Linked DNA regions of Mus musculus: regions 1, 2, 3, 4, 6 and 7 are each linked to region 5. A link is a contact called in public HiChIP or PLAC-seq and promoter capture Hi-C data. All regions are on one chromosome and are shown on one strand. The core of a region is the stretch at or near the end of the contact, and the rest is flanking DNA. Distances in the headings are between cores, read along the strand shown. Region 1 holds the start of Cct5 (chaperonin containing Tcp1, subunit 5 (epsilon)). Region 2 holds the start of Cmbl (carboxymethylenebutenolidase-like (Pseudomonas)). Region 3 has its middle 8.2 kb from the start of Gm32383. Region 4 holds the start of Ropn1l (ropporin 1-like). Region 5 holds the start of Rpl30 (ribosomal protein L30). Region 6 holds the start of Marchf6 (membrane associated ring-CH-type finger 6). Region 7 overlaps Marchf6 (membrane associated ring-CH-type finger 6).

What was found. Promoter capture Hi-C pulls out the DNA fragments that hold promoters and counts their contacts. HiChIP or PLAC-seq counts read pairs in DNA pulled down with a chosen protein or histone mark.
Region 1: a contact with region 5 is called in a promoter capture Hi-C map of pre-B cells, with 9 times the contacts expected there. The contact joins the promoter of Cct5 here to the promoter of Rpl30 in region 5. A contact is called at or near these places in 11 of 39 promoter capture datasets (the C10 cell line, HPC-7-derived erythroid cells, cranial neural crest and 6 more), 6 of 484 Hi-C or Micro-C datasets (CD4 T cells, CD8 T cells, myeloid progenitors and 2 more), 4 of 115 datasets of contacts at active chromatin or transcription factors (astrocytes, embryonic stem cells, large pre-B cells and 1 more) and 3 of 9 other capture datasets (adipose tissue, embryonic stem cells and liver).
Region 2: a contact with region 5 is called in an H3K27ac HiChIP or PLAC-seq map of embryonic stem cells, with 11 times the contacts expected there. The contact joins the promoter of Cmbl here to the promoter of Rpl30 in region 5. A contact is called at or near these places in 1 of 39 promoter capture datasets (liver), 1 of 484 Hi-C or Micro-C datasets (CD4 T cells) and 3 of 115 datasets of contacts at active chromatin or transcription factors (embryonic stem cells, large pre-B cells and stem cell-derived neural progenitor cells).
Region 3: a contact with region 5 is called in a promoter capture Hi-C map of hippocampal neurons, with 8 times the contacts expected there. The contact joins the enhancer-like site here to the promoter of Rpl30 in region 5. A contact is called at or near these places in 5 of 39 promoter capture datasets (3T3-L1-derived adipocytes, hippocampal neurons, liver and 1 more) and 1 of 115 datasets of contacts at active chromatin or transcription factors (large pre-B cells).
Region 4: a contact with region 5 is called in a promoter capture Hi-C map of pre-B cells. The contact joins the promoter of Ropn1l here to the promoter of Rpl30 in region 5. A contact is called at or near these places in 4 of 39 promoter capture datasets (hippocampal neurons, liver, pre-B cells and 1 more), 2 of 115 datasets of contacts at active chromatin or transcription factors (astrocytes and large pre-B cells) and 1 of 9 other capture datasets (adipose tissue).
Region 6: a contact with region 5 is called in a promoter capture Hi-C map of pre-B cells. The contact joins the promoter of Marchf6 here to the promoter of Rpl30 in region 5. A contact is called at or near these places in 10 of 39 promoter capture datasets (the 3T3-L1 cell line, the C10 cell line, cranial neural crest and 6 more), 2 of 484 Hi-C or Micro-C datasets (CD4 T cells and pre-B cells), 4 of 115 datasets of contacts at active chromatin or transcription factors (astrocytes, embryonic stem cells, pro-B cells and 1 more) and 2 of 9 other capture datasets (adipose tissue and liver).
Region 7: a promoter capture Hi-C map of liver shows a contact between it and region 5, with 4 times the contacts expected there. The contact joins the enhancer-like site here to the promoter of Rpl30 in region 5. A contact is called at or near these places in 6 of 39 promoter capture datasets (3T3-L1-derived adipocytes, the C10 cell line, cranial neural crest and 2 more) and 1 of 115 datasets of contacts at active chromatin or transcription factors (large pre-B cells).

Annotation. Positions count from the first base shown.
Region 1 is chr15:31,600,521-31,603,220 of GRCm38.p6, forward strand. Cct5 (chaperonin containing Tcp1, subunit 5 (epsilon)) reads right to left here and starts at 1,326. Exons shown (of 11, transcript NM_007637.3): 1 at 1,081-1,326. The coding sequence starts at 1,185. It overlaps Atpsckmt (ATP synthase C subunit lysine N-methyltransferase), which reads left to right and starts at 1,596. Exons shown (of 5, transcript NM_026546.3): 1 at 1,596-1,629. The coding sequence starts at 1,617.
Region 2 is chr15:31,567,340-31,570,388 of GRCm38.p6, forward strand. It overlaps Cmbl (carboxymethylenebutenolidase-like (Pseudomonas)), which reads left to right and starts at 1,494. Exons shown (of 6, transcript NM_181588.4): 1 at 1,494-1,600.
Region 3 is chr15:31,626,102-31,628,869 of GRCm38.p6, forward strand. No RefSeq gene overlaps it. Among named protein-coding and RNA genes, the nearest start is that of Gm32383, 8.2 kb to the right of the region's middle. Within about 2 kb of position 1,415, at least 38 of the 459 cell types and tissues checked have an H3K27ac peak or open chromatin away from gene starts, as enhancers often do. A contact at or near this core is called in hippocampal neurons, where this site is marked.
Region 4 is chr15:31,452,273-31,455,009 of GRCm38.p6, forward strand. Ropn1l (ropporin 1-like) reads right to left here and starts at 1,417. Exons shown (of 5, transcript NM_145852.2): 1 at 1,141-1,417. The coding sequence starts at 1,271. Gm49208 (a long non-coding RNA gene) reads left to right here and starts at 1,399. Exons shown (of 2, transcript XR_003951491.1): 1 at 1,399-1,640; 2 at 2,408-2,737.
Region 5 is chr15:34,441,795-34,444,545 of GRCm38.p6, forward strand. Rpl30 (ribosomal protein L30) reads right to left here and starts at 1,482. Exons shown (of 5, transcript NM_001163485.1): 1 at 1,391-1,482; 2 at 1,231-1,283; 3 at 841-986. The coding sequence starts at 1,251.
Region 6 is chr15:31,529,609-31,532,454 of GRCm38.p6, forward strand. Marchf6 (membrane associated ring-CH-type finger 6) reads right to left here and starts at 1,429. Exons shown (of 26, transcript NM_172606.2): 1 at 1,195-1,429. The coding sequence starts at 1,213. Gm41287 (a long non-coding RNA gene) reads left to right here and starts at 1,496. Exons shown (of 3, transcript XR_875101.3): 1 at 1,496-2,329; 2 at 2,507-2,846.
Region 7 is chr15:31,494,148-31,496,907 of GRCm38.p6, forward strand. It overlaps Marchf6 (membrane associated ring-CH-type finger 6), which reads right to left. Exons shown (of 26, transcript NM_172606.2): 7 at 1,857-2,046. Among named protein-coding and RNA genes, the nearest start is that of Marchf6, 36 kb to the right of the region's middle. Within about 2 kb of position 1,279, at least 2 of the 459 cell types and tissues checked have an H3K27ac peak or open chromatin away from gene starts, as enhancers often do.

The DNA.
Region 1 (2,700 bases), core at 76-2,575, 2.8 Mb before region 5:
ACCAGCCCAGAGATGGCACCACCCACAAGGGGTCTTTCCCCCTTGATCACTAATTGAGAAAATGCCCCACAGCTGGATTTCGTGGAGGTACTTCCCCAACTGAAGCTCCTTTCTCTGTGATAATTCCATCCTGTGTCAAGTTGACAGAAAACCAGCCAGTACACAAGTCGACACAAAACTAGCCAGTACACAAGTCAACACACAACGCGCACAAGCTGAAGGCAAAGAGAACCAAGCATCTACCAGGCCTCAGTTGCTATGTCCACTTCTGCAGCCACTCCAAAACACCTGTCAGAAATTCGGTTTGATAGAGAACTCACCGAGGGATTTCCCTAACACCAGGTCAACCAGGGCACCTCAAACCTGGAGGCACGACTGGCACAATACAACCTAAAATGGGGCTCCCTCCTTCCTCTGAGCTTTTTGTGGCAACACCAGTGACTGTCACTCCTTTCTCCTCTGGGGGCCTAGCACCGGCTCTTGGGTAGCCTTTCTTATTCCTCTCCTTCTGTGAGACATGCCTTCCGACTCAACACTTCGGCTCTGCCTTCCCTCAGGGTAACTTCTTTGTTTCCCTTTAGGAAACTATCCTCAATTGCGGCCAACTGTGCTCCACTGAAACTCTCTCCTTCCACTCCAAAAGTCACCACCATGCGTTTTCTGGCCCAAGGGACTTTACGGTCCCTTTCCTACAAGCAGCCATTCGGTCTGTCCTGTGCACGTTTCTCACTAGTTTTCTCCCTTTCGGGACAGCCCCGCTTCTAAGGGACAAGCGACTTACAGATGTTACAGATGCACCGGCGCAGGCCTGCTCGCCCGCCCGGTGAGCTGGGGATGCGACCCCACCCAGCTCTGAAGCGGCGGATCGCTCTCCCTACCCCACCGTGGGACGAAGGCCTCTACGCCCTCTCCCGCAGCCAGAGCGGGGATGTGACCCTAGAGCCCAAAGGGGCTCCCCGGCACCGGAGATTCTCGAGCTTTCGGGCCAGCACATGGCCGAGCTGCTCTCTCGCCAGCGCAGGCGCACAAGCGCTCCGGCCCACTCCCTTCATCCCGCGGCTTCGCGTTCCGGGCCGTTACCTTGAGGGCCTCAAGCCCCATGAGACGGGACTTGCGATCTTGGTCCTTGATAATGAGAAAGGGGCGCCCATACTCATCGAAGGCGAGGGTCCCCACGGACGCCATGGTGGACGAACTAGAACGAGCGCTCCTCCAGTAACCAGCGGGGACCACTCGGGAAGAGAGACACACCGCACCTCCCTCTCGCGAGAGGACGCAGAATCCCGCGCATGCGCAGTGCAGACCCCGCGACTTACTTTTCAACAGTGACTTTTTTTACGCCGCAGAGTAGCTTCTGGAATCGGCCGCTGTTGGGAACGTCCGTTTTCCACGAACCGAGGGGGGGGGTGTTCGAAACTTAGAAGGCGACGTCTAGCACACAAATGCTAATACTAGACATAATGTAGTCACTGATTCAAGGATTTAAGTTTTCAAAGTTTTTGAATCCAGAGTTGCAGCGGGGAGCTTATTTCCTTAAGATATTTTTCTTTTCTTTGATTGCCGCCCGGGCTCTAAGACGTTGGTAGATTCCACTTCCGGTCTCCCCGGAACGCGCGATGGAGCGAGTAGGTGAGGTTTGACCGGCCTGGCGGCGGGCGATATAGTTGTCTGTGGCGCGGGCGCTTGTGGGGATCGGGCGCGCGTGGCTGCGGTGCTCTCCGTCCCGCGCCGGTCGTGGCTACCACAGTGCTTGCTGGGGGCTGCTGTCCGCACCTCCGTGCACAAGACTCACTGCTCAGCCCGATCCTAGGTCGGCTGGAATCCACCCTGCGGTGGACGAGCTGCTGCTTGGAAGCTATTGAGCCTGTAGCTTTGTTTTCTTGTCTGCAAAGATAATAATAATAATAATAATAATAACAATAATAACAGCAATAACAACAACAATAATGACAAAATAATAGCAACAAAAACAATAATAATAATAATAATGATAATGCCTACTTCACAAGGTTGCTGGACGTGCCTGGTCGTCAGCACATAGTATTTGTCCTTAACTTCCCAGGTTACACAGATCCTGGGCCTTCCCCGCGCGTGTACTGTAGGTGGAGACAAAGTAGCACCGGCTGGTGCTCAGAGTCTCTTGTTCTCAGCGTTTTGCTGTTAGAAAGATACCCCGTAAGGGTAACTGCACGGTACGTCTGCCAGAAATCACGATTCATTTTATAAGCTCGGATTTATTTGTGACGAGTTTCCAGTCTCTCCACTCGTACCCCACAGAACAGAAACTGTCCCTGCCGTATTGTCTGTTTTTATTAGGTACTCAAAATTAGAGTGCATATAACCTGTATGACAGTAGGCTAGCTTTCAGGTCTGTGCTGTTACATGACACAGATTGACATTATGTCAGGACAAGGTTTTTAAAGTTAACACAAACAAGGTTTCATTGTGACATTTTCATTCATATATATATATGTAATTGTACCTTGCCATTGACCTATAAGCTGTCCTCATTATCCTCTCTCCTCCTGGTCTTCCCTCTCAACACAGCACACACACTTGTATACAACAAGATTCTGCATCTGAGCGAAAACATGATGGTTCTGAGTCATTAGTTTACAGTTGAATAAAGCTCTGTGTGTATGTACACCACACTGTATCCATTCCACTGTTGGTGGACATCAAGCTAGGTTCAAGAAAGAC
Region 2 (3,049 bases), core at 244-2,743, 2.9 Mb before region 5:
CATGTGTCAGGTCCCAAAGAAACTCAGGGCAAATGGCTGGCTATTAGCATACCGAAGCACACACAGCCCTCCAGGCTCACTGGTACTTGTGGCTCTTCTCACCCCAGCCCCTACCTAAACCTCTCAATCATAGGGACTGCTTCCCTTCCCGCAACTTCCTTTTCCTATGTCGCCCCACCATTACAGACTCTGCACTCTCTTGGTTCTTTTCCCTTTCCCTTGGTTCTCTTGGCTTTTTCCTCTCTTGCACCGCCCCTCCTGCCCCGCCCCTCTCTTGGCTTTTTCCTCTTTTGCCCCGCCCCTCTCTTGGCTTTTTCCATTCTTGCCCCGCCCCTCCTTGCTCCTCTCTTCTCTTCCTTCCTACTCTATTTTCTCTCTCCTCTCATGGCCCGGTCTTTTCTGCTGGCCATGTTCAATCTGGATGTGTAGCTTCAATTCCAGGGGTCCACTTCCCTCTCTGGTCTCAGGTGACACCAGTCATGCTGACATACATGCAGGCAAGAGACCATATACATAAAATGAAACAAAAAAAATAGGGGCTTGGAGAGATGGCTCAGTGGTTAAAAGCACTGGCTGTTCTTCCAAAGTACCTGGGTTCAATTCCCAGCACCCACACGGCAGCTCACAACTGTCTACACTCACGTGAACACGCATGTAGGCAGAACACCAATGTACCGATATACATAAAAATACAAATAAATACATTTTAAAAGTTAAAAAATAAGTGAAAACAAAAACACAACTGAGCCTCCCTCACAAGCACCAAAACAAACAACAAGACAACAGAAGAAGAAGAAAAAAAAAAAAACCAGAAAAAAACCCCCACCTCTCCATCTTAGAGAAAATGTTTTGCTTTTGTGGAACACTAAGAGGCAGCTTCCCCACTCCATTGTATGCATTTTTTGACAGTTTCAGAAACAGGGAGAGCAATCCTGTCCCACCTGAGACTTTTAACGGAGCTCGTGGGCTTTAGATTTCATCCATCTTTCTCAGCAAAGGCACGGTTTATGTTATTGGTTTGCCCTGAGGACAAGCGCTGCCCAGAGCTAGGCCTTGAGCCAGCACCCACATCTTCAAGAGACAGCACCGGAAAATTAACACTGGTTTCATTGCTCTTCCCTGGGCGATGCCTCCATCTTCTTTTCTCAACGTTTTCTTTCACTACTTTCCTTCCTCACAGACAAACCACCCAAGCCACAAGAAGATTATATGTAAGTTGGGGTAAATACACAAATGTAGTAGCTTAGTGCTTGAAATAGCCCGATTGTGATTGACCACAGAGAAGTATGCGTCCCAGTAGACAGGCCCAGGGCAGAGTGCCAGGCTCATTCCCTGCCTCTTTAGGCCTCTGTTTCCCTCCTATCACCACTCTTCCTACCCTGCCTTCTTGCTTCCATCCGGGAGCCAGGATCCAGCCCCTTCTCGCGGTCCTTGCGGACCTGCCCCTCCCCCGGCTTTTCCCGGGAATGCAGGACACTGCCACAGCAGTGTCCACTTCCCGTGCAGACTGAGACTCCTCCCTTCTTCTGCATGTCCCTCCCTACCGGGTCAGCTCCAGGGCGTCTGCCTCCTGCTGACTTGCTCTTCACCATTAGACAAGGTAGGTGCTGGTCGCTGGGGACAGACAAACCTGCTGGACCTTGCCTGTGGCTTTGCAGGAAAAGGGCTTTTGCTGGTGCAGATGTGAGGCGCTTCCAGGATCATTTTCCAAAATGAGCTGCCATATATACTGTCCTGGCAAAAATGGCAAGGACCACAGCCAGCCCTAGGTGCCCACCCTTGACTTCTGAGGATATTTTTCTGTAGGTATTCAGATGTTTGCTTTTAAAAACAGCTGAGAGTTTGTAGTCAAACTCACGTCCCTGAGAAGAACCCTTCTTCCCTGACCTTAAATACTATTTTTAGGCTGGGCATTTTGATTATATTGTTGTTGTTGTTGTTGTTGTTGTTGTTGTTTTGTGAAGATGGAATCATGAACAAACTGAGCATATTTGCATTAAACTCAGTACCCACGTCTGGCAACAGTTCTTCTGGGTGGATAGAAGCAAAGACAGGCTGTCATATAAGAATATGACATCCTAGATGGTGGGTGGATCTTGCCAAGACAGTGTGGTTTTACACTCCATGGCCACTGGGGTTGGCCCAGGTCCTAAAGAGACTGGCCGATGCAGTTTATATCCACTTGCTGACAGAAAAGGACACCTGTTGTCCCCAGAGTCCGTTTAAAACAAGGTAGTCAGAATGGAGCCCTGGGCACACACACACCACGGGACAGCCTGCTGGGCCTGCAACAGAGAGAACAGACCAAAGGCATGGCAGTGATTGGCATGATTAAAGAGGTCTCTATGTGCCGCTTAGGTCTAGTTTTCTATCTAACGCTGTCCAAACCGTGGACCTGCTGCAGACCGTGCACATGGTCAGGAAAACTAAGTACTTGGGGGAGGGAACAGCAGAATCACTCAAGGCTAGGAGTTGGCTCTGCCTTCCTCAGGGCAGGACACAAAATCAGGCGCAGTGAAGTTTCTACAACCTTTAACCTGGCAGGCTGCCAGCCCCTCCCTCCTTAAACACCAGCTTTCTACAGGATCAAACTTGCCCTTGTACTCTGAGCCCATGTCTGTGACTCCTTTTTGCAGGTACTTCCTGCTGCAATCTTGTTTGTGCACTCTGAGCTTGTTAAGGCTCTCTATCTATCTATCTATCTATCTATCTCTATATATATATACTTCTTTTGGACAAGTTCATTGTGTGATCTGACTTCTGAGCTACACCAATCCTCAGAGCTTTAAATCAGGAAATCTGTACTCTGAGACATGCTTTCTTGCTGTGTCTGACTTCCAGGGGGCAGGGAAAGTGATAGAGTTTTGCTCCTAAAAGACAGCCTTCCACAAAAGGTGAACATTCATCCAGGTGTAAACAGCCGAGGGTTTATGGTAGTCACGACAGAGGGGACTGATGTTCTAGCTGATTCGAGAAAGATGTCACAAAGAGCAGACTTAGATCCAGCAAGGGAAGACCCCAGGAAGGTGTCTATGACACCTATGACAAA
Region 3 (2,768 bases), core at 165-2,664, 2.8 Mb before region 5:
GCTTTAAAACCTTCGTTTTAGCTGCCCAGAAGTCAGTCTTCTAGCAGCCTTTAGATGAAGATGTAGAACTCTCAGCTCCTCCTGCACCATGCCTGCCTGGATACTGTTGTGCGCTTGCCTTGATGATAATGGACTGAACCTCTGAACCTGTAAGCCAGCCCCAATTAAATGTTGTCTGTATTGTAGGAGTTGCTTTGGTCATGATGTCTGTTCACAGCAATAAAACCCTAAGACAGCGTTCTAGCAGCATTAGCTTCTTCCTGAGATAATGGACTCAAATTAGGAATTTATAATGTATTTATATTTATATTTATTTATTTAACATACATGAGTACACTGTCACTGTCTCCAGATACACCTGAAGAGGGCATCAGATCCCAGTACATATGGCTATAGTCACTATGTGGTTGCTGGGAATTGAACTCAGGACCTCTGGAAGAGCAGTCAGTGCTCTTAACCACCTCTCCAGTCCCAGGAATGTATAATTGTTAAATTCTGTTAATTTGTTCATTATGTGTAGTGTACAGCACGTGGAGGTCAGAGGGCAACTTGTGGGATCTGGGACCTTTCATTGTATACATCCCGGGGTCAAGCTCAGGCTGGCAGCTTTGGCAGCAAACTGGCCTGAAATTTAGAATTTTTATATAAAAATTTCCTTTTATCAAATGATTAACTATGAGAAATTTTTTTTACTACTAACCATTTTTCTTTGTTATGTTAATTAAAATATGTACTCTGGGGTAGTATATTCCAAGAGAGGTATGAATTTCATATTTGCTGTAGTCCTGCTTTTATTTGCGTGTAACTAATTCTCTTCTATTTAACAGTTTTCCATCTGATGGAGAGCGAGGCTGCTCTTACCTTCCTCTCCCTGACATTCAGCCTGGTGTGGCTTCAGTGTGTGTGTGTGTGTTTGTGTGTGTGTGTGTGTGTGTGTGTGTCTTAGACCTCTGGTCCTCTGTCTGACATCCAGTCTGGTGTGGCTTCAGTGTGTGTGTGTGTGTTTGTGTGTGTGTGTGTGTGTGTGTGTGTGTGTGTGTGTGTCTTAGACCTCTGGTCCTCTGTCTGACATCCAGTCTGGTGTGGCTTCAGTGTGTGTGTGTCTTAGACCTCTGGATTCTGTCTGTATGCACACTCTTTCTTTCCCGGGGGAGGAGGCCCTTTCCTTCCACAGTTTACTTTTTCAAAATTCAACTTCAGATTGCAAAAATGAGGCCCTAAGGAAACCTCTTTGTCTTGCTCACAATGTGCCAGGCAGCGTCTTGTTTCCGGTGTGTGTCTTGTGTCGTGGCCCATCTGCTGATACAGCATTTCTGTTATTTTCAGTAAATGAGAGGAAAACATTTCCCCCATTAGTGCTTAGAAGCAAAGAGGAGCTGCTCGGCGCTCAGCACTTCTCCGGATGAGATAAGTGTGCAGTAGATTGATGCTCTCCTCGGCTTGGTCAGCCAGCTTATGTGTGGGGATGTTGTATGTTCGGTTGTTTGCTCTTTACTTCTTCATGTATTTTTTTTTCTTTTTAAAAATTTGGTGCCACTTAAGACATGAAATTTGATCCTGTGCAGAGAGCGTTTCTGGGAAAACAGATGGTTCTGCTTTTTTTTTTTTTTTTTCCTCACTTCAAGCAGAAAGCCTCACTCTGCTATCAAACATAGGAGATTATGTCCAGACTGATATCAATAAACAGAGATTTCAGATCATCCAGATGACTACTGGCCAGATCCTACAAACTGCCAGCAAGCATGAAACAATTCAGATGAATTATGATAAAGCAAATGAACTATTGCCAGAACACAGACAAGAAAGAAGGTTTTATGCTGGGCTTGTATGTGACGGGAGAGGAGGGACGGGGATGTGCAATTTCAGAGCACTCTTTTCCCACAGTGGGAGGAGGTTTCCCAGCAGGCTTGATGTTTCTCTGTCAGTCTTCAGTCAAATGAATAGTCTGCCCTAAGAAATTGGAACATCTTCTGTGCATAGCCCGATAATGGCAACACATACAAACACTACAGAAATGCAACCTCACATTTGAAGGCAATTCTAGTAATTTATAAAAGCCGTACACTTTTAACATTTCAGTTATAATTGACATGGAGAAATTCATACCGTTTAGCTCAGCACTGTGAGTTTTGACAGTTCAGAGTCATGCAATTAGCACCACAATTAAGACACAGAACGAACCCATTATTTACACGATCCCCTTGTGTCCTTTTGAAGATGGCTTCTGTCCCCGGGTCCTGCCTGGCAATCACTGGTCCATTTTCTGTGCCTGTGCTTTGCCTTGCCCATGATGCCTGAGTGACGTCACGGAGATGAGCTCTTTGAACTGACTCCTTCTGAGGCCCATGCATTTGAGATTCCTTCGTGCCACTGAGTAGGGTCCACCGTGTGGATGTTGCTCCAGTTTGCTGACCTGTTGTTCATCAGTAGAACGAGACTCATTTTCTTTTCGTTCCTTCTGCTTTTTTTGATGATTACAAATAAAATGACTGGGAGAAAGGTTGCTCAGGACAGGCCAGCTTTATAGGCAGCAGCAGATTGTGTCTAGCAGCTTGGGAGAGTGGCGGGTGCTCCCACCTCAGCCCTCCCCACCTGTCCTAGTGTGTTCTACTGCCTCCTTTGATGTAAGCCGTGGGACATCTTCTCAGCCATACAGTATGGAACACCTCATGATGTGACTAACACCATGGAACACTTTTGCTGCACTGAGTGAATTATCTCTGCAAAGCTTTTGTGTCTTTAAATTTTTGGATTATTTATTTCTTATG
Region 4 (2,737 bases), core at 167-2,666, 3.0 Mb before region 5:
TTTTGTGCTCCTCTCTGTGGTTTCGTTAATGAGCTAAGGAGTGGTGCGGACAGCCACGAGAGAAACAGATGCAGAACTGTTGACCTAAAAGTCCAGGCCCCGGTTACAATGCTGTGGCTTGGTGGATTCACACCTATTCATAGTTGTTCCCTCATCGGCAGTCTAATGAATCAGGGATTTCTTGTGTAAGGCTTCAAAAAAACTCTCTCTGTAGTATTAATAAATGTGCCAATAGGGGCGGAGACTTGAAGTGCAAATAAACTTTCATAAAGACACCCTAGCCCTTCTCTCTAAGGCTCGAGCATATGTAATATCGCTGAGGGGTTATTGAGAGAACTGACAAAGGGACCGCTGGGCTCACAGGTGACCCTGACGGAGCTAAGTAAGACATCCAGGTCCTGTCCCCTGAAGCCCCGTGAGAGGTACTCTACATGGCAAGCGTCTTTGCACAATTAAGGACTTTAGATGGGGGAAACTATCCTGAAGAAACGGTATGGCTCCTAAATGTATCACAGGACTCCTCAGGAGAGGAAGGCAGAAGAGAACCCACGGATTGTAGAAGGGCCAGGAAGTTCCAACAGCCGAGTCTGATATGGAAGCAGCCACCCCAAACGCCTGTTGCCTGCTCCAGATGTTTTGTTGCTTTTACCTCCAGAGCTGTCGTTTTTTAAAAGTCGAGTTGTTAAAACAGCCAAAAGTAACGAAACCACCTTAGCTAATATAGTTCAGAGAAAGTTAGCAAATTTTGGCTAAAAATAGTTATTCTCGTGATTTAAAAAGTGGCACAGTTCTCTTGTAAAACCGAAAGAATGAGTGTTAAGATTATAATGGTCAGGCCCTTGAAAGGGTTCCTGTCCTTGTTTCTAGAGTGTGAAGGTTCGCTAGCTGTGAGCTGTGCTGGACAATTTTCTCAGGTGGCAGCTTTCACATACCTCTGCCTCATTTGGGGGTGGGTGGGGGCATAATTCAGTTGTTCTGGGCGGTTTCATTTATAACATCCCTGTAACTGATTTTTTTTTTTTTTTAAACTCAGCGGAGCCACTTTTTGCCCCGCGGTTGGTGTGCAAGCTTTGTTAGTCTACACCCACAACGTCGGCGTCTGTACTCGGTAACGGGGTGAGGTTCCCTGGCCGGCCTTACCCCGCCGACCACTGCAGCACGTCCGCCGGCTGCGTACGGATGGCAGCCTTGGTGAACTGCTTGAGGATGTCCGGCAGCTCCGGGGGGATGTGGATCTGCTGCGCGCAGAACATGGTGTCGGGCAGCGGCATCGTTCTGGGGAGACCGCGGCGGCCTGGGACGTTGTGCTGCGGGGAGGAGAGGCAGGGTCAGCGCAGCGGGCGGCGGGGAGGGACTGCTCCGCCCCCTCAGGAAACTGAGGCCCAACCGCCCAGAGCGGATAGAGCACGCGATTGTGGCGTGCGGTCTCCAGGCAACCCGAGCTGCGCATGCGCACAGCCTCAGCAAACAAGGGGCGGACGTCCGGCTGGCCTCTGTGACCAACGAGTGACCACAGAGCGGAGAGCGCCATAAAACAGCTTGTTTTCCTAAAACGCGGAGGTTGCGCTAATCCGAACCCCAAGAGGTCTCGACCAGGGTCTCGGCTTGGCGTGTGACTCCATTTGGTCCACACACCCACTGTATGAATACACATTTCCAAACCAAAGCAGCTTGGCAAAAAAACATTTAGTTAATAGAATGGGAAAACAAGGACTCTCAGACACTGTTGACAGAAATGAGCGTTTATCTGGGGACTACAGGATTTTCTAACGACTTAGCAATATTTATCCTAAGGGGGGGGATAGGCATAAGGAGTAAATAATAATGCCTATTATGTAGCTTGGTAGGTTAACTTTTATTAAAACCTCTATCATGGTCTCCAAAGAAAAACAACACAATCGGGTAAAACCAACAGAGTTAAAATCTGATGTGGGGACTGCGAGACTCGCAAGGCTGGGGTTCATTTGAGCTGGGAATTGGAGACCAGCCTGGGCAACATTTAGCGCTTCAAGAAGCAACAAGTCTGTTCCCACCCACACCACCACCACCACCACCACCACCACCACCACCACCACCACCACCACCACCACCACCACCACCACCACATGACTGGTGAAGCGGAAAAGATTGTAAAACAATCTGGGTGTGCAGGTGTCTGTTCCTTTTATTCTTAAAAGTCTCAGGTATAAATTGTGACAATTCAGCTTTTGTTTTCTTAAGTGAATTATATTTTGCTGTTGTATCTAAAAAAAAAAAAAAAAAAAAAGTGAGCCTAGCCTACATTGACCTTTTTTTTCCCTACATAAGTTACTATTAGTTCGTTTGTACAGTATCTGTAGTGTGAATGTTTGCTTTTCATTCTGTTACCAGTCCAAATACTTCACTTTTTTTTTTTTTTTAATTTCAGCATCCATGCCCCGTTGTGTGGAATCCACTGAATACATACGGAAGTGTCTGCTTTACCAGATACACTATGGCAAGGAAATGGCCACCTAAGCAAAATGGGTGTGGTTCCTGAGCAAGAAGCTCCTTCCTCCTCCAAGTACATCCTAAAGCATAAATGAACGAGCCGAAAGAAAGTCTTAGGCACGGTTGTATAAGCAAAGGAGATTAAAGAAAACAAAACAAAATAAAAAAACCCAACGCAATGGCTAAACAACATAAAGTGATGCAGAGGGGCCTGTGCCTTGCTGACAGTCTACCCATGGTTTTAAAGGCTTGCAGAGTAGCAGCAGGA
Region 5 (2,751 bases), core at 232-2,731:
CGAAGGCAAAGAATAATAGGAAGGTGGAGTGGAGGGTCAGAAACCTAAAAAAGTAAGCCCTCTTAAACCACCTACTATACAGTGAATACTACATAAGGGCTGCTGATAATATTACCCAAAAAATAAATACTTCAGTGCCAAGTTAAAGGATACAAATTGTTAAGATTTGAAAGTTCCACAGAACCTTGAGCTTAGAATGTGGCCCCACATACCAACAGTGCTCCAAAGTGCTTATGAGAAATGAACTTGAAGCTCCAGCCTGGACCCACTGAGTCTGAGCTTGTAATTTAGTAATGAATGTCTACGCTGCCACTATGAATCGACTGGCAAAGGTTTAAAATAAGACCAAACATTCCAAACTCTGCCACTAAGTATAGACACCTACATAAAAGGCTGAAGAGGTGTACAATTGCCATAGAAAAATCAAGGAGCGTATACTACACAAGCTTCTTCAGCTTACTTAAAATACTTGTTAGGTTCGAGTTAAAATAGTTAATCAAGAATGAACGTGTTCAGAAAATTGGACCCTGCCAAATAGGTGATTTCATGATACCATCACCTCCATAATCCAGCCAGAATTTTTCTAAACTAAAACAGGCACATGAAGCGGAGTGTTAACACTTCAAACCTTGAAAAATTCGGGATCGGGCTTCCCCCAGTCTGCGTGTATCATTTGTATACCTCCTGTCACACAACGTGCCTCAAAGGTACATTTACAAAAAACACACACAAAGCAAGGTCCAAACATCAGAAAGCAACCATCATTATTCTTCTTCCCAATGCTGGATACTGCACAGTGAATTTACAATAGGCTGCACACATCCAGGTTCCCTCCATTACCTCAAAGCTGGACAGTTGTTGGCAAGGATAACCAACTTCGCTTTGCCTTGTCTGATCATCTTCAGAGTCTGCTTGTAGCCCAGCACGTACTTCCCACTTTTCATAACAAGTTGGAGCCTAGAGTTGATCGACTCCAGAGACTTTTTCTACAATGCAAACGTTTGAGACTTGAACACCACTTGCAGTCATCTAAAACCAAACTCAGTTCCAGATTTCTGGAACTGAACCCTTTCATGATGTCTGAGACCATACAAAGAGCCTCTCGGATTCACTTTGAGACCCTGAAACGTCAGCGACAAGTCGTCCACCCAGTGTGCTCAAATCTATCCGCCCCGGCCCGACCCAGCTCTCCACGTGAACCGGCTTCCGGGCCCGATCGGCTTCACTCACCGTCTTCTTTGCGGCCACCATCTTCCTGCCTTAGGTGCGGGACAACCCCCAACCTAGCATACACAGAGGACAGAAGAGAGGATTATAATCCAGAGCGTCAAACACCAGCTAGCGGAGCTCCCCGAGCCGCCTAATCGTTTACCCCGCAGAGCTCACTCACCAACACCAGCCGCCAAGATGGCCGGGGAGCGAGAAAGGAAGGAGCTCCCACAATGCAAAGCTCTTCTAGGCCGACAGAGGATTGTGGGACCGGAAGCGGAAGAGAAGCCGGTCCGGGTCACAAGCAGAACAGCGCTTGCGAGAGTAGTCTGCGGTAGTTGGTTGCTATGGGGACCGGGTTACAACGCAGGCTGGGCTGCTGCGGCGTCTGGGCTCCGGCCTTCGGTTCTGGGCGTTTGTTCTGCTGCAGCGGGCTGACACCGCGGAGAGCCGGAGCTCGATGGGAGCTGACGACGAGGCCCAGGGCTCCGTGGCGAGGCGGCAGCGACCTGGCCTCTCCTGGGCTGGTCTCCGCCTGACGTTGTCTTGGGCGTGCTCCGGAAGGACCCCGGGCCGCCGGTTTACCCCGTGACTGCTCACCAGGAGCGGAGGCATCTCTGTCCACCCGCCGCTGATCTTCCTGTTTGCCGCTCCGTAGGACACACACCCCTTTTGCGGCGGTTTTATACCGTGTACTTGGGAGCCTACTTTGCACAGGGACCACAATTGAAAAAAAAAAAAAAAAAACCTGGTGAAGTGGCTGACGGGTAAATGCGCTTGTCGCTAAGTAGACGAATGAGTTCCAAACCCACGTGGTGGGAGGGGAGCGCCAAGTCCAGCAGGTTTTTCTTTGGCCTGCGCTTGAATGCTCACATACGTATACAGAAGTAAAGAAATAGTCGCAATACGAATAATTTAAAAAATCATTTTGCTACGAAACTTGGGCCGTTGTATAAATGTAGCATTCAAGGAAAAAAAAAAAAAACCTTGAAAGCCTCTACTATTTACGCACTAGCACCAACGAAAACCCAGGGCTGTTGAGATTGTTCAGTCAGTAAAGTGTGCTTGCCTTGCAAGCGTGGGGACCTGCATTTTATGCCTAAACCTCTCTGTCAATCCCCAGCCCCCAAAAGTCTGGCATGGTTGTGCACACTTGTAACTCCATTTGTGGAACAGATTCCCCAAGGCTGGCTAGCCAGCCAACCTAGTCTAACCTGTCAGCTCCAGGTCTCAAAGATCTTGTGAAAAATAAGGTGGACAACTACCGAGTAAGTACCCAGAAGTTGACCTGTGACCTCTGCCCAACTGCACAAGCACCTGTGCCACCAAATTTATATAAGCATGAAAAAGGAAACCCAGGGTAGTAGGTAAGCTGTATGGTGAGTTACTTTGCCCTGGAGGTTAGGAAAGGGAAGAACAACCCTGCCTCCCCTTAATTAAAATAACTTTAAAAACATCCATGAGTCATGCGGGTCGAGATGATCTATACCTATAATCCCACCCGGAGCTGGCAATCTCTGTGAGTTGATCTTTTGGAAAAAG
Region 6 (2,846 bases), core at 179-2,678, 2.9 Mb before region 5:
GAACGTCAAAGTGAATCAATCCTCCTGTGCATATTTTGTAAACAATACTTTTTTTTAAAAAAAATCAACTCATCACATTATTACTAAACTTTTTATTACTCTAATGACTTCAATACAAGTGCTTGATGGTTCGATTGCATGTAAAGTCGGTAAAATAAAGCCTGAGGTTGAAAAGAACGCTCATTCGAACAAGAATATATCTAAACAGTAAGTATCTGCACTAGTAAGTACATGATCAATAATTTCCTCTACAGACTCACTAATACATCAGTGCCTCTAAAAACTGCTTTAAAACACTTTGCCACAACGTCAGGTAAGCGGCTGCTTTCTACACCCATGTGGCTGCTTTTCTTTCGTGTTCTCTGCTAATTCAAAACAACCGCATCCAAAGTACACGTCCACAAACAAAACAAACAAACCCTTGCTTTGTGGTGACAAGGATTTAGAAGAAACCTAAATATTCGCCTTTCCCTCCTCCAATAGTCTCTAGAAACCGTCCCCTCTCGGGTCTGGTCAGTGCAGTTAGGGTAAGGCAAACAGAGAGCAAGATTTTGCAGCAGGGGTCAGTTCAGTCCACTCAGCAGTCGTCACCTCGCGGGGTATTTTCCGCGAAGTTTCAAAGTCAACAAAGAAGTTGTGTGGCAGAGGTTGGGCCTACAGGACAACAGCAAACAGACTCGAACACGGAGGGGGGAAAAACGAGTGGGGGAGGGGAGTGGAAACGCCCCCGGACTTCGCACTGCGGCCCCCTCCTCCGCGGACCGCGGGATGGCGGTGGCCGGGGCCCCGATCTTCCACACCGTCAAGTCCCCGGCAGCCCCACGCCTCGGGCACCCTATGGTCTCCAGCGCCCCACTTCCCGACATCCCCATGTCTCGAGCACCCCACGTCGCGACACCCCCACGTCCGGGATGTCCCACGTCCCGGCACCCCACGTCTCGGACACCGAAGTCCTGGCACCCCAGTGTCCCAGCCGAGGCTGAGTCCTCGTCGCCCGCGGGAACCGGCGGGGGGCGCGCAGAGGGTCACCTTCCGATCCGAGCCCGCTGGAGGACCAGCTCGAGCCGCGCGCTCGCCCGCCCGCCCGCCCGCCCGCCCGCCGGGCAAGCAAACTGCCCGCGGGATCCGCCGCGAGCGCCTCGGCCCGACTGGAGCGCGGGCGCCGCTGCAAGGGCGCGGGCGCCGCCGCCTCACCTTCCTCGGCGGTGTCCATCTTGTCTGGGGGGCGGCGGTGACGCAGCCGCGAGGCGCCCGCGACCCGGCAGAGCCTCGGGGCCCGAAGGGAAAGGCGGGCGGGCGGGCGGGAGGAGTGGAGGAGGAAGAGGACGCGGGCCGGGCAAGTGCGTGCGCTCGGGTGCGAGAGGAAGCCGGTCGCGGGCGAGGGGGACAGGGACAGCGACTGACAGAAAGCGAGCGCCGGGGAGGGGGGAGGGGCGCGCGGCCGAGCGACGGGCCTGGGCGGGGCGCGCGGCGGAAAAGGCGGGGCGCCGGAGCGCTGCGCGTCACATCCGGCGCGCGCCTTCGCTCGCGCTCGCGCCGGGCTCGCGGAGGCGGGGGCGGGGTGCGAAACACGGCCTGACTGGTGGCGAAGGCTGCGCGCGGGATGGAGACTGAAAACCTAGAGGCAGGCGGCAGGCACCTCGCGGAGGGGCGGCTGCGGCGGCGGCGGCGCGGGCGCGTTCCGGGACAAAAGGAACGCGGAGCGGCGGGAGCGAGCCCGGCGCGCACGCCCGCCCGCCCGCCGGAGCGGGTGTGGGGGACAAAGGGTCCCAGCTTGGGGTACCCGACCGCCACTCCCGGGGCGTTCAGAGTCGGCCCCGGAACGAGCATTTTTGGTTCCGCTCTTGAGTGGTTCTGAGGCACGTCTGAAAGAATTACAGAAGCATCCCTAAGATGGAAAAAGACGAGCATCCAGGTTATCAGAATCTCTCCTGGGGAGGCTTATGCAATTGAGTGGAAAGACCACGTCTTCACAGCTGAAAGCCAACATTGAATCTACCTCTAAGGGAAATGGGTTCAGATGGCGACACAATTAAGGGAAGCTTACCTGGCCAGAACTAAATGGCTGATGAAAGAATGATGAAAGACTCAGACCTGCTCGCATCAGTAGGCCACCTTCCTCACATAATCCTTAGAGCTTTCTCTAAATAAGATAGTACAGATTAGAAGAAAAGTGTTTCCAACCCGGATGCTTAAACGTGCACATAACGGAAAGTAGATTCAAGAAACGGAATTTTGGCCGGGCAGAGGTGGTGCATGCCCTTAATCCCAGCACTTGGGAGGCAGAGGCAGGTGGATTTCTGAGTTGGAGGCCAGTCTGATCTACAGAGTGAGTTCCGGGACAGCCGGGACTACAGGGCTACACAGAGAAACCCTGTCTCAAAAAACCAAAAAAAAAAAAAAAAAAAAAAAGTTATGTGACTGTTTTTGTTTTAACCCCAGGTGTGGGATATGGGGCTGCTTCAGATGGGCCACAACCGTTAACTATGATTGTCTCGTACTCTAGGAGGGGAGTGATCTAAATGGCAGTCTCCAGAGCAGTGGGAGGTGCTTTGAGGAAGAAGAAGTGGGGAGAGGAGGAGGAGGCAGAAGAGAAGGAGGAAGCAGAAGAGGAGGAGGAGGTTTTTGGTTCCTGCTGCTCCTGTTGCTGTTGCTTAATGAGACGTTGGAGATGCCCTGTTGTGGAAGATTGGACTGATCTCAAGAAACTCAATGCCCCTAATGATCAGGAGTAGTCAAAAAGGTCTACATCCCCCTTTCCCTCTAACCTTCCTTCTCTTCTACCTTGATGTACTAGAACACAATAGAATAGACCAAAAAAAAAAAAAAAAAAAAAAAAAAGCCCC
Region 7 (2,760 bases), core at 29-2,528, 2.9 Mb before region 5:
CACATTCAAGATTACTAACATATACTAAACCATAGCCAATAAAAACCAATTTTAATTACAGTCTATTGAGAAGCTGAACCACATTTAAAATTTTATAAGACATAAATTACTAACTAGGTTTAAGTCCTACATATGAATGCATACTTCTTTTCTTTTCTTTCTTTTTTTTTTTTTTTTTTTTTAATGTTTTTCAAGCCAGGGTTTCTCTGTGTAGCCCTAGCTATCCTGGAACTCACTCTGTAAGGGATTAACCCTCCTTTAAATTACGAAGTTAGCACAGGATAAAGGTACAGGCTCAGAGCTGATCAGTGGTTAACACCAGTCCCAGCCATGCTGACAGACTCCATCTGCTCCCAGCACTACTCACACTACTCCAGTGCCTCCCAACGGTCTGGTCTCCAGCTCAAGGGAGCTGCCCTCTTCTGGTCTCCAAGGGCACTATACACACAAATACAAGCCCAGAGACCATAGACACAATTAGAAATAATATGTCCATTTAAAATGTCAGAGCTGAATCAGGTGGTAAAAAAAAGCATGTGATTCCACCACTCACGAGGCTGAGGCAGATGAATTACAAGTTCGGAATCAGCCTGGACTATACAGCAAGATCTGTCCCAAGAACAAAAAAGTATGAAAGGCAGACAGGGATTAAATAGTAAACACAAAGGAGTGTGCGGGATGTGCTATGTTTTACTCTTACTGCAGGAGCAAAGTATCTAAGGACTTAAGTCAAAGCAGAAGAATATTATGAACACCAGATGGGGCGGGACCAGGAACCGGAGACTACTTAGAGCTGCTGCCGACAGCAGGTGACTGCCGAGCACTAGAACAACAGCCGCACGTGTTGTTTTCTCTAAGCCTTGGATCTTTCCCTGAGAGCCTTTTGCTCCCCAGTATGACTTTGTTTCTTATCTTTCAAAAGGTCTCAGCTCAAAAGTCACTTATTCTGAGCTTCCAGGGAAACGTTATTTATTTAAAACAAGTATCATCAGCCAGGCAGTAGCGGTGCACACCTTTATTTCTAGCACTTGAGAGGCAGAGGCTGGCAGATTCTGTGAGTTCAAGGCCAGCCTGATCTACAGAGTAAGCTCCAGAACTGCCAAGGTGACACAGAGAAACCCTGTCTTGAAAAACCAACCAACCAACCAGACAGTATCCTCAGAGCAACCCATATACACCAATACAATGTTATGTCTCCTACTTCTTCCCTAGACCAGAAGCTCCCAGGAAGGCAGGCCCAGGCATTTTGTTCACAGCTGTATACTTGGTCTCAAGTGTCTGGCACAATGAACACAGACACTAGCCAAGTGGACTCAACGATAACAGAAGAGGACAGGCAGTGAGCTCTGACAACTGAACACGTATTTTACCCTCCAGAGTTCCCATTTCTAGAAAATAAGAATGGTTTCCAGAGGTGGCACCTGGCCTGCAGTGTCCACTACAGTTCTTTTCCATTTGAAAAGTGCAGTAACACCATGAAAGAAGAAGGGGGGGGGGGGGGGGGAATCAGGCACTTAATCATTTTTTCCCAACAGACAAACAGATGGACAGACGAACAGAAGGAAGGAAGGAAGGAAGGAAGGAAGGAAGGAAGGAAGGAAGGAAGGAAGGAAGGACGGACGGACAGTAGGTCAGTCTTGTATAAAGAACTGTAATACACATGTTCCCTCTTTCACAGAAAGCAACTTACATACATACATGTATGTTTATAAATATTAGCTTGTCAAAACAGAAAGAGGTCACAAACAGAACTTGAACGTATCATAAAACATGAAAATATTACTCTCTATCTTCAGTGCAAGCTAAAAATAACTGGCAGCCCTCAAGAATGAGCAAGGGCATGGAGCAGCCAATACCTTGGGCTCCATTGTTGGCATCAGCAGCATCTTCTACACCCGCATCATCTTCCTCCTCATTGTCCTCCTCTTCCTCTTCTGCTTGACCGTCCTGGGCATCAGGGTTTTCACCCAGAACTGCATTCTCACCTGCTGGGTTAGCTGGCTGATCAGCAGCAGGGTTTTCTGCACCATTTCCTCCTACAGGAGCCTAAAATAAGAGAAAAGCCCAGGAATTCACTTACTTGGCATTCACCACCACTGCCCGGCATGAACTCACTTTACAATGTCCACATTTCAGAAAGCACTACAGGCCTGAGGAGGTAGTTTCTGTGGGCAAAGGATTGGGTTTTGGATTCCTAGGACCCACTTAAGCTGGGCACAGTAATGTTCCTGTAATGCTGTGCCCCAGCATGGAAACAGGACGTGGGACAGAAGCACCCCTGGAAGCTTGTGGAGCAGTCAGCAGAGAATCTAAGACGCTGTCTCCAGTAAGGGAGAGGGCAAGGGTACATACCAAGTTGCCCTCTGACCCTCACATGCACACCATGGCACATGCTCAGCCACATTTATGCATGGGGATGCACAAGCAAAAACAAAAGCAGTATAAAATATGGGCTGATAAATCTGGCTACCTTAGGGGCAAAAAACATTTTTAAAACTGTATGCACATGGACAGACACACATACATCTTCACTGGCTGCAATTGAACATCTGAGTAAATGACTTCTAGTTGACCTAGAGACTGGGATTTATCAATTACCAAATGCACTTTCTTCTAGATCTTCCCTTAGGATACCCACCCAGTATGGTGGCCCAGAGTGGTAATCCCAGATACTGCAGGGGAAAAGATCTGAGGCAGGAGGACTATAAATTTGAGGCCTTCTGTTGGACTTGACCAGACCTTTCCAGTCTCACAGGAAAA